Linked DNA regions of Sus scrofa: region 1 is linked to region 2. A link is a contact called in public Hi-C data. All regions are on one chromosome and are shown on one strand. Each heading gives the region's core, a stretch centred on a gene start, on an enhancer-like site or on the middle of the called end of the contact. The rest is flanking DNA. Distances are from core to core; before and after follow the strand shown.

Region 1 (4,657 bases), core at 2,030-4,529, 280 kb after region 2:
GCCAGTGTGTGCATGCGTGCCAGTGTGCGTGTGTGTGGGTGTGAATGTGCATGTGTGTGTACATGTGTATGTATGTATGAGCGTGCATGTGTGTGTGCATGTGCGTGAATGCACATGTGTGTGTGTGTGTGCACGTGTGTGTGCGTGTGCACGAGCACACATGTGTATATGTGTGTCCCAAGCTCCGGGCCACTGGGAGAGCCAGTGTCCCCCCAGCTGTATGGTCCCCAGAAGCAGACTTTGCCCAGAGTCCTTCTGCCATCTCCCTCCATCCTTGCTGGGAACCGGAGCCCTAGGCAGCTGCCTGGGTGCTTAGCAGAGTTCAGCACAACAGCCGTGGCTCAACTCTCCCCAGGCGGGGGACCAGGTGGGGCACCGTTCACCTGCTGTCTAGGAGACCCTGGCAACTGGAAGAAAGCCGGATCAGTCAGCACGGCGCCTGCCCAGGAGAAATTCTCCTCCGAGTGTGGAACAGCAGAGCTCTGCCCCATGCAGCTTTGAGTCGTCACCCCTTCCTTCAGACACCCACTAGAGTGGCCTTCGGTTACAACACTCTCAATCTCAAACAACCACTGCTCACTTAGGAAAGTCTGCAAAGCAGCCCATCTCGGCTCCTTGACACTCCCCCAGGAGGCAGACATGAGCTCACAGCCTTGGGACAGTGGCCCCTACGTGAGGGACACTCACTTAGGACGTCATGCCGAGAGCTGGTCCCACGCCCCCGGCAGGTGCACCAAGGCAGTGTGAGCCAAGAACAGAGAACGTCCTTAAGTCCTATCAAGGTCTCACGGGGCCCCCGAGGGAGGAACTGGCCTCAAGGCATCAGAATAGACCTGCCCAACGAACTAGAACCACAAAACAAACAGAATCTTCCAGGCTGATTCAAGGGACAGCATGGCTCAAGTCCACAGCCTATAGAGGTGCTGGCAGGTCTAGTCCTTGGAGCAGGAGTCTGTGATGGAAGCAAGTGGTGACAGACAGGCACCCCCCTCTCTTGACAGATGGAATCCACACACAGTGTCATGGCCATCGTGCTGCTGGTTTATGCCTGTTCCATGTCCTTCCCTGGGAATGGGTTAGCCCTCAGAAAATAGCATACAACCCACTTTTCTGTCCCCTATAAAACTAATGGGCTCCAAGTATGATCCTAGCATTGATTCACAGGTTATTATACAAAAATCTTTACAGGCTGGTATACTGGACAACATGCTGCTATAAATATGCATAACTATGTTTGAATACAAATAATGTGCATAGGTATGCCAGTTATTTCTTTTATTTGAATGTACATGGCATATACCCACACACATTTACATTTCAGCATTAGTCCTAAAAGTTAAAGAGGAAAGAAATGATTCTCATAACACAAATTCTCATGCAAATAAACGTTCTTTAAAAACGGTAAAACAAGGAGTTCCCTGGCAGCCTAGCAGTTAAGGATCTGGCATTGCCACTGCTGTGGCTCAGGTTACCACTGTGGCACAGTTTTGATCCCTGGCCCAAAAACTTCTGCATGCTGCAGTCGTGGCCAAAAAAAAAAACCCCAAACCTGTAAAACAAAACAAAATCTAATGGTTCCCCCACGCCTAGAGGAAAAATAAGCCCTAGGCTATTTTTGCCAGCACCAAAGCTTAAGAGAAAAAAGACCAGGATTTCCCATCATGGCTCAAAGGTAACGAACCTGACTAGTATCCATGAGGATGCAGGTGTGATCCCTGGCCTCGCTCAGTGAGTTAAGGATCGGTGTGGCCATGAGCTGTGGTGTAGTCACAGATGTGCCTCGGATCTGTCATTGCTGTGGCTGTGGCATAGGCTGGCGGCTGTAGCTCCAATTCAACCCCTAGCCTGAGAGCTTCTATGTGTCACAGATGTGGCCTCCCCCCCACCAAAAAAAAAAAAGAAAAGAAAAGAAGACCAAAGGGCTGAGCCCTGACCTTTGGTGAAAAACTGAGAACTTCGGGAGCAAGCAGAGCAGGGCATGAACCCAGGCTCCTGCACCTGATAACTGAATATCACTGAGCAAGCTGTTAACCTCAGGGATGCTGAGGTGTTCTGCAAACTAGAGCTACAGCAGCCTGCCTCCTAGGATGCCCTGAGAATTCGTTAAGTCAGTGTGCTCACAGGTCCCATCGCCGCTGCCTGGCACATAGAAGGTACCCAGGAAAGTTTAGTTCCCTCCCCCAGAAAGGTTCTGCTTCTGACAGCTGCCAAAGACAGGGGCAGCTTAGCCTCTGCTGGCTGCAGGCTTTGTTCTGGGATTCAGAAGACTCCGCAATGATAGCACTGGAGCTCAGCGGGCTGTGGGACGTGATTACTTCTATGGTTCAACCACAGCAGAGCTTCTCCTTGCCAGAGCCCCAGACACGTGGCCAGAGATTAAAACTAGAGGTGAAAAAAAGGCAGGGTACGTTCTCTCATGAGGTCTTGGGTACCGCCTTTGCACTTTAGCATTGATGGATCCATCTGTGATTCTGTAATGAGCAACGTCGGAAAGCCTAAGGGAACGCGTGTCTTACTGAATTCCACGGCCAAATAAGATCAACCTTAACACCCTCTGCGATCCGTCCCCCTTCCTGTGACTTCTCTCCTCCGGTCCTGTGAATAAGCAAGGGCTGACTTCGTGAAGCTGTGTACGCGCCCTCAGCTGAATGTCTGGGTTCTTGTGTGAGAACAGCCATCAGCCAAAGGGAAACATTCTCGCTAGGTGACACTGGGAGAAACTGTCCAAGAGCGTTTGGAAGACTGCACCTTTCCAAAGGCCTCCACGAGTCCTTTTTTTGGACACAGACAAATCATTTCCTTGGTAGTAAATTTTTACCCAGTGAAACAACATGTTTTCCCAGCCTGTTTCTGTTCCTTCCTCGCTCGAGCTAATGGGGCTTGATAAGAAAGAAGAAAATAACAATGGCACATTCCAATGCCTCCAGTTGAAGCCAATTTCAGGCCTGCTGCTGGGCTGGATCGGTGCCATCTTTCAGCGAGACAAGCTCCGCCAAGGCTGGACACTCCACAGCACCAACTTCCAAAACACCTGCTTAATTAAAGACCTCAGCGTTTGAGAACGCGCTTGTTGAATTCCCAGGACATCTGCATTCCATGTGTCTTATGGGCTCTGGGCAGCCAGCAGGAGCCAGATCTTTCTGTGTTTACAGCACTTTTCCCAGTGCTTGATATTAAGCTTAGGATACAAAGTTTGGTGCCTCTAATGAGGCACCAAATATGTGGTCCATTTTGCAAACAACAAAAAGTCCTTTCCTCTCGGATGAAACCAGTTGGAATGCAGCTGCCCATCTCTCCCTGGATTCTCTTTTTCTACCCAAGAGCTTGGAGGAAAGCTCTGAAAGGCCCTTCTGGCTCTGATCTTCTACAGAAATAAACTATGCAACTAACAAGGATCACATTGTTTGGGTCTTGGGTAATTCTTTTCATCAGAGTGCTTGGTAAACATCAGCTGACTTTTGTCGCTTTCAAACTGGGCAGTGAATTGGTCAAGCCCATTCAACTTTTGACAATGTATGAATGGTCAAACATTTCAGGGGTGGGAGGGGAGTGAGGGGGGAATGATATATTTGTTCCTTCTTGAGCACCTTTCATCAAATTGTCCTGAGAATCAGGAACAGGTGGCTCAATGCCAATGTAGACATGATACATGTTTTTAAGGGCATGAGACTTTAGCCATAATGATTATAAGCCAAACAAACATGGAGCTCAAACTAGTTTTCCATTTACTAAGACTCTTGCCATTTGCCCCTCATCACAAAAGGATTTCTGAAACTATACAAGTCAGTGGGTCCCAGAGCTAGCTACCCAAGAAAATCACCAGACTACATCGGAAAGTCTGGGGTGGAGGCTTGGAAAAGCAGCTTAAAATTACCTAAATGATTCTAGTGCAAAACCGTATCTGGAACTTGCTGTGCCAGACCAATACCTCTCAGACTTTAATGTGCATATGAATCCATGGGGATTTTATTGAAATGCAGGCTCTAATCTGGTGGATTCTGCATTTCTAATAAGCTCCCAGGTGGTGTCAACGCTGCTGGCCCAGGGACCACACTTCACAAGGCAAGGTGCTAGATTACTGTGAGTGCTGTTTGGTTCTGTATCCATGCAACCTGCTCAGAGTTTAAGAAGCTGTTCAAGAAAGTCTAGGAGGGAATTAAGTGTTCCAAACTCAAGCTGGCAAGTCCTAAGCAGATTCTTCTCTAAGGTCAAACCTGCTGGTTACCAAAATAGTGTGATTTTTAGGTCTTATTTAGCAGTTCTCAGCAGAGTCTAAACCAAGCTGAAGGCTTTCCTGGGCAGACACGGCCCTTACTTCCCCCTGCAGTGGTTGTGCTCAGAGCACTGGGCTCCTTGAGAAGCTTCCCTCTCCTTCAGGCTGATGACAGCGGTTTGATTTCCTAAGAGTTAACTCCGTTCCCTGGATCTTACTTGAGTTCTTGGAAATACTGCCCCCAAAGTGATGTCCAAAAGTACAAAAGAGGAGTTCCCTTGTGGCCCAGCTGGTTAAGGATCCGGTATGTCATTGCAGCAGCTCAGGTCACTGCTGTGGCGTGGGTGCAATGCCTGGCCCGGGAATTTCTATATGCTGTGGGCGCAGCCAAAGGAAACAATATGCAAAAGATTCCAATTAGGAGAATCGACTCTTTCCTTCAAT
Region 2 (4,532 bases), core at 429-2,928:
TAAAAAGGCAAAGGTGGAGCATGGGTGGCAGTCCCTTTCTCCACTGGCAAATGGATTCTGGAACTCCCAAGGTCTCATGGGTACACGTATGGTCTAATCACAGCCTATATTCTAAAAAGAATATGTGGCAGCTTTCTCCTGCAAACAGTCAATGGCCACAGCTTGAGCTAAGCTGCTGCTAGAATTTTTCCCACTTGGGCAATTCCTCCCTCTGTTCCTCTCTGGTGATAGAACTCACTTCATGGCTAAGTACTTACAGGCTCATAAAAACTGTATTGTCCTTACCATCCTTACCACTCAAAACATGGAATGGGCCAATGGCACTCGTACATTCAAATTAGTCACACTCTGAGGAACTTCAACCTAACGTGGCCCAAAGTCTTGCCTTTAACCCTAATGATCCTCTGATCCTCACTTTCCTCTCAACATTGATTATCTCTTTATGAAAATAATTACTGGCTGCTCCATGAAGATTCCTTACTCTTGCTGGACCATAGGAGATTCAAATCTGATTCATTCTGATAATCTTCAATACTGGCAAGGTCTTATTCAGTACACTCATATTTATTGGCAAGAGCACAAGTCTATCTTTCCCCCAGGTATCCCACCTCAGCCCTTAATGATCTCAGGTTGAAGACTTGGTGGTCAGAAAAAAAAAATACTACCAAAAGGAGTTCCCTGGTAGCCTAGCAATTAGGGATCTGGTGTTGTCACTGCTGTGGCAGGGGTTTGATCCCTGGGCTGGGAATTTCTGCATGCTGTGGGTGTGGCCAAAAACCAAAACAAACACGAAAAGACCACTGTTGAACCCAGGTAGAGGGAATCTTATACTGTCTTCTTAACCACTCATGTTGCTGCAAAATGATAAGGAATATGACTTTTCATGTTTCAATCTTTTAAAAATACAAGTCTTATTTTGAAGTTAGGAAAATTCATCCCCATATCAGGCCTTAAACTGAGGCTCCCTGAGAGCTCCCAGAAGCAGATGATGACATGAGATAAACTGCTTCCTCAAGAACTGTGGAACAAGCAGATGGCATCACAATGGGGTCAGCTTCCGCTGATGATCCTGGAACACAATTGCCTGGGATTACCTTGCCCAATCCCCTTCACGTTCCTCCTCTGTATCCTTCTCATCATTCTTTAATTTTTCTATTGTCCTTTAGTTTCAGAACTTCCTGAGCCATGTCTCCCCTATTCCTTTCCATTTCTGCCCTCTTTCCCGTTCCCTTCTCTATTCTTCATTTATTTACAAACATGCAGGGTCCCCAGTTGTTTCATACTTGTCCCCGCCTCCCCGCTGCCAACCTCTCTGACCTCTACTCATAAGCAGGACATGTGAGATGCTCCAAGGAATTCACTGCGTTGCCTCCATGGTCCTGACTCCACCATGGAAGGATCTCCACACCAGTGTCCAGGCATCCACGAGACTGGTTCTCGTTAGCCTTGGTTTTATTTCTTAACACATCCTCTAAGAATCAATTTCCTGCTTTCTTTTATAAGTACCCTCCTAATTAAGTGCCTTTCCTCCAGAACCCTTTCTCAGCTTCAGACCACCATCAGAGCTCAAGACATGATTCATCTAGTGCTCCAGGGAGATGCCCATGAGAACTGCTGACTCCATGGACAGTCTCACTGAGCCTTGACCAAAACCCCAATCTCAGAAATTACTGAGATTGTTCTAAGACAGATGATGTTTGTACTGGAGGAGAGGGGTCACTGACAAGGCCAAACACTGACCTTTCCTCTTTTGCCTGAACTTGCTGACAAGGCCAGAGCCTGACCCTCCAACTTCCCATTTTCCATTTCATGATTGATTTGCTATGATTAAAACTGTTTGTTCCCTGAAACTAACTGACCACAGAGAAAACATTTCCTGTTCACACAACTGACTGAGACCTCTTCTGGAAAAACAACGCCAACTATAAATCACCCCTCCTGCAACTTGTTTCCCTATCAAAGTCTGAGGCAGATCCCCTGCACCAACAGGCTGATCTTTGGATCCTGGAGGCCTCCCTCTTGCCTGAAAACAATCTATCCCCTTGACTGATTTCTGCCTTTGATAGAAATCCCATTAAAAATGATTAGACGATAAAGTACTAGTATAAAAACAAATGGACTAAGAGACAAATCACCTGACATTATGTGGCAATTTGACATATGATAAATAAGGTACCACCAAGGAATGGCAAAAAAAAAAAAATTCTTAAGTTGATGGTACTGGCCAAATTAGCTCATTTTATAGACAAAGGTAAAGAAAATAAAGTTGAATCCTTAACCTTATATTAAATTTGAAAAGTTGGGAGTTCTCATCATGGTGCAGTGGAAACCAATCCAACTAGGAACCATGACGTTGCAGATCTGATCCCTGGCCTCGCTCAGTGGATTAAGGATCTGGCATTGCCATGAGCTGTGGTGTAGGTCGAAGATGTGGCTCTGATGTAGACCAGTGGCTGTAGCTCTGATTGGATCCCTAGCCTGGGAACCTCAATGTGCCATGGGTGTGACCCTAAAAAGCAAAAAAAAAAAAAAAAAAAAAAAAAAAAAATTAAAAAGTTGGGTCTCAGACTGAAGTCCTAAATTCAAAAGGTAAATGTATAAATCTAACTGAAGAACATGTAGGAGAATATGTATGTGAACTAGAGTGGAGGGAAGTTTCCTAGAACTCAAATAATGAATAAATTTGAATCCACCAAAATGAAAGATTTCTGATAAACAAAGTACTCATTTGGCAAAATTAACAGAGATATGACAGATCAGGAGATGTTTGCAAATCTATAACTGACCAGGAATTACATCAAGGACAATTGATTTTAGATAATGATTTGTAGACCATTACTGAGTGATAAATTTAATTTAGAGAATTTCAAACAATTTAAAAAATAAAGTCGAATAGAATGGAAAAATCAGAGCTCATAACAAGTATTAGGAGAATATACTCATCAACTTTTTGTTTACATCATATAAATAAAACTGTAAAATTAAAAAACATTCATATATACACATAGTGTATATTGGTTGGAAATACATATATTTGCATGTATAATACATTAATACATATTAAATCATATTTAATTATATAGACTTAATATAAACTTTACACATATAATTACACATTACTGATATAGTTATTACATACTATAATTAATAATATATTGATAGATGTATACTCATATATGTATACTCTTATATGTATCTAAGTGTATATGCATATAAATAAGATTATAATTATACATCCTATATATTAATATATTGATGTATTATATATAATGTGTGTTGGTTGTGATGTACTTCTTGTTGTTGATTATAATCAAAATGGTAAAAATCACTCACTATTTAAGGGGCTCAAGAAAATCACAGAGAAAAAAATTAGTGATACTCAACAGAAAATTGGGCAGAGTCCACCAACAGGCAATAAACAGAAAGGGAGGCTTGACTAGCTAACAAGTATATGAACAAGTTCTCAAATTTACTAGCAATCAGGGAGATACCCTATAAAACTATAGACACCATGTTATGCCCATCAGAATGGCAAAAATAAAAAAGATGTACCAAATTTTGGAGACGATGGGGTATGTGGGAACTCTTGCAGTCTTGATGAAAATATAAACTGGTAAGGACAGTCTAAAAATAATCATTTAGAGGTCCTTAGTGAAATTAAGAATGTGAATTCTCTTTAACCCAGCAAATCCACTTCAGGGTATATATATGATGGAAATTTCCACTCATATCTTTAGGGTGGCACGTACTGGGATGTTCATTGTGGTGGTCTTTATGGTTGGGGAAGTTGGAGGAAATCTAGGTTTTCTTATTAGGGAAAAGCATACCAAAAATGTGGTAAATGTACATTTACAGTATGAGTTACTACCTGTTAGTTGGGAGCAACAAACTAGATGTACACAAAACAAAATACTGAGTGGTAAAGGAAGAAACAGAATGAGATTGATTGCATAAGGCCATTTGAGTTAAATATATATGTACATATATTCATGTAAATACTGCATATTCCAACAGTGGAAATATTGCTGTCTTCAGGTAGAAGCAACATGGACCTTCTCTCTTCCTTATTCTTTTCTGCGTTTTAAAAAATTTCCGCAAGTTTATACTGTTTTTTTTATAATGGAAACATATATACTAAATTTTACTATTAAAAACTCACCTATGTGAAAGAATAGTCTTTTCAACAAATATTGTTCTAAAGAGGACGTTTAAATGGCCAATAAGCACATGAAAAGATTCTCAACTTCATAGTCATTAGGCAAATGCAAATCAAAACCACACTGAGATATGGCTGCATACCCACTAGGACGTCTATAAGTAAAAAAAGTCAGATTACATCAAATGTTGGCAAAGATGTAGAGGAAATGGAATCCTTAGCATAGCTGGTGAGAATCAAAAATAGTGCAGCCACTTTGAAAAACAATGCCACAAATCCTCAAAGCCTTAAACCTAGGGTTACTCCGCAATTCCACTTCCAGATGTCTACCCAAGAAATGAAAACATAAAGACTTGTATGTAAATGTTTATAGCAG

What was found. A called contact is a pair of places that touch in the nucleus more often than the background predicts.
Region 1: a Hi-C map of liver shows a contact between it and region 2, with 2.9 times the contacts expected there. The contact joins two enhancer-like sites. A contact is called at or near these places in 1 of 5 promoter capture datasets (liver), 15 of 47 Hi-C or Micro-C datasets (alveolar macrophages, embryonic fibroblasts, fetal heart ventricle and 9 more) and 1 of 2 datasets of contacts at active chromatin or transcription factors (skeletal muscle).

Annotation. Positions count from the first base shown.
Region 1 is chr7:113,454,267-113,458,923 of Sscrofa11.1, forward strand. All of the region lies in intron 5 of FBLN5 (fibulin-5), which reads right to left. Among named protein-coding and RNA genes, the nearest start is that of TC2N, 67 kb to the left of the region's middle. Within about 2 kb of position 3,280, at least 18 of the 83 cell types and tissues checked have an H3K27ac peak or open chromatin away from gene starts, as enhancers often do. A contact at or near this core is called in liver, where this site is marked.
Region 2 is chr7:113,177,598-113,182,129 of Sscrofa11.1, forward strand. No RefSeq gene overlaps it. Among named protein-coding and RNA genes, the nearest start is that of PPP4R3A, 31 kb to the left of the region's middle. Within about 2 kb of position 1,679, at least 4 of the 83 cell types and tissues checked have an H3K27ac peak or open chromatin away from gene starts, as enhancers often do. A contact at or near this core is called in liver, where this site is marked.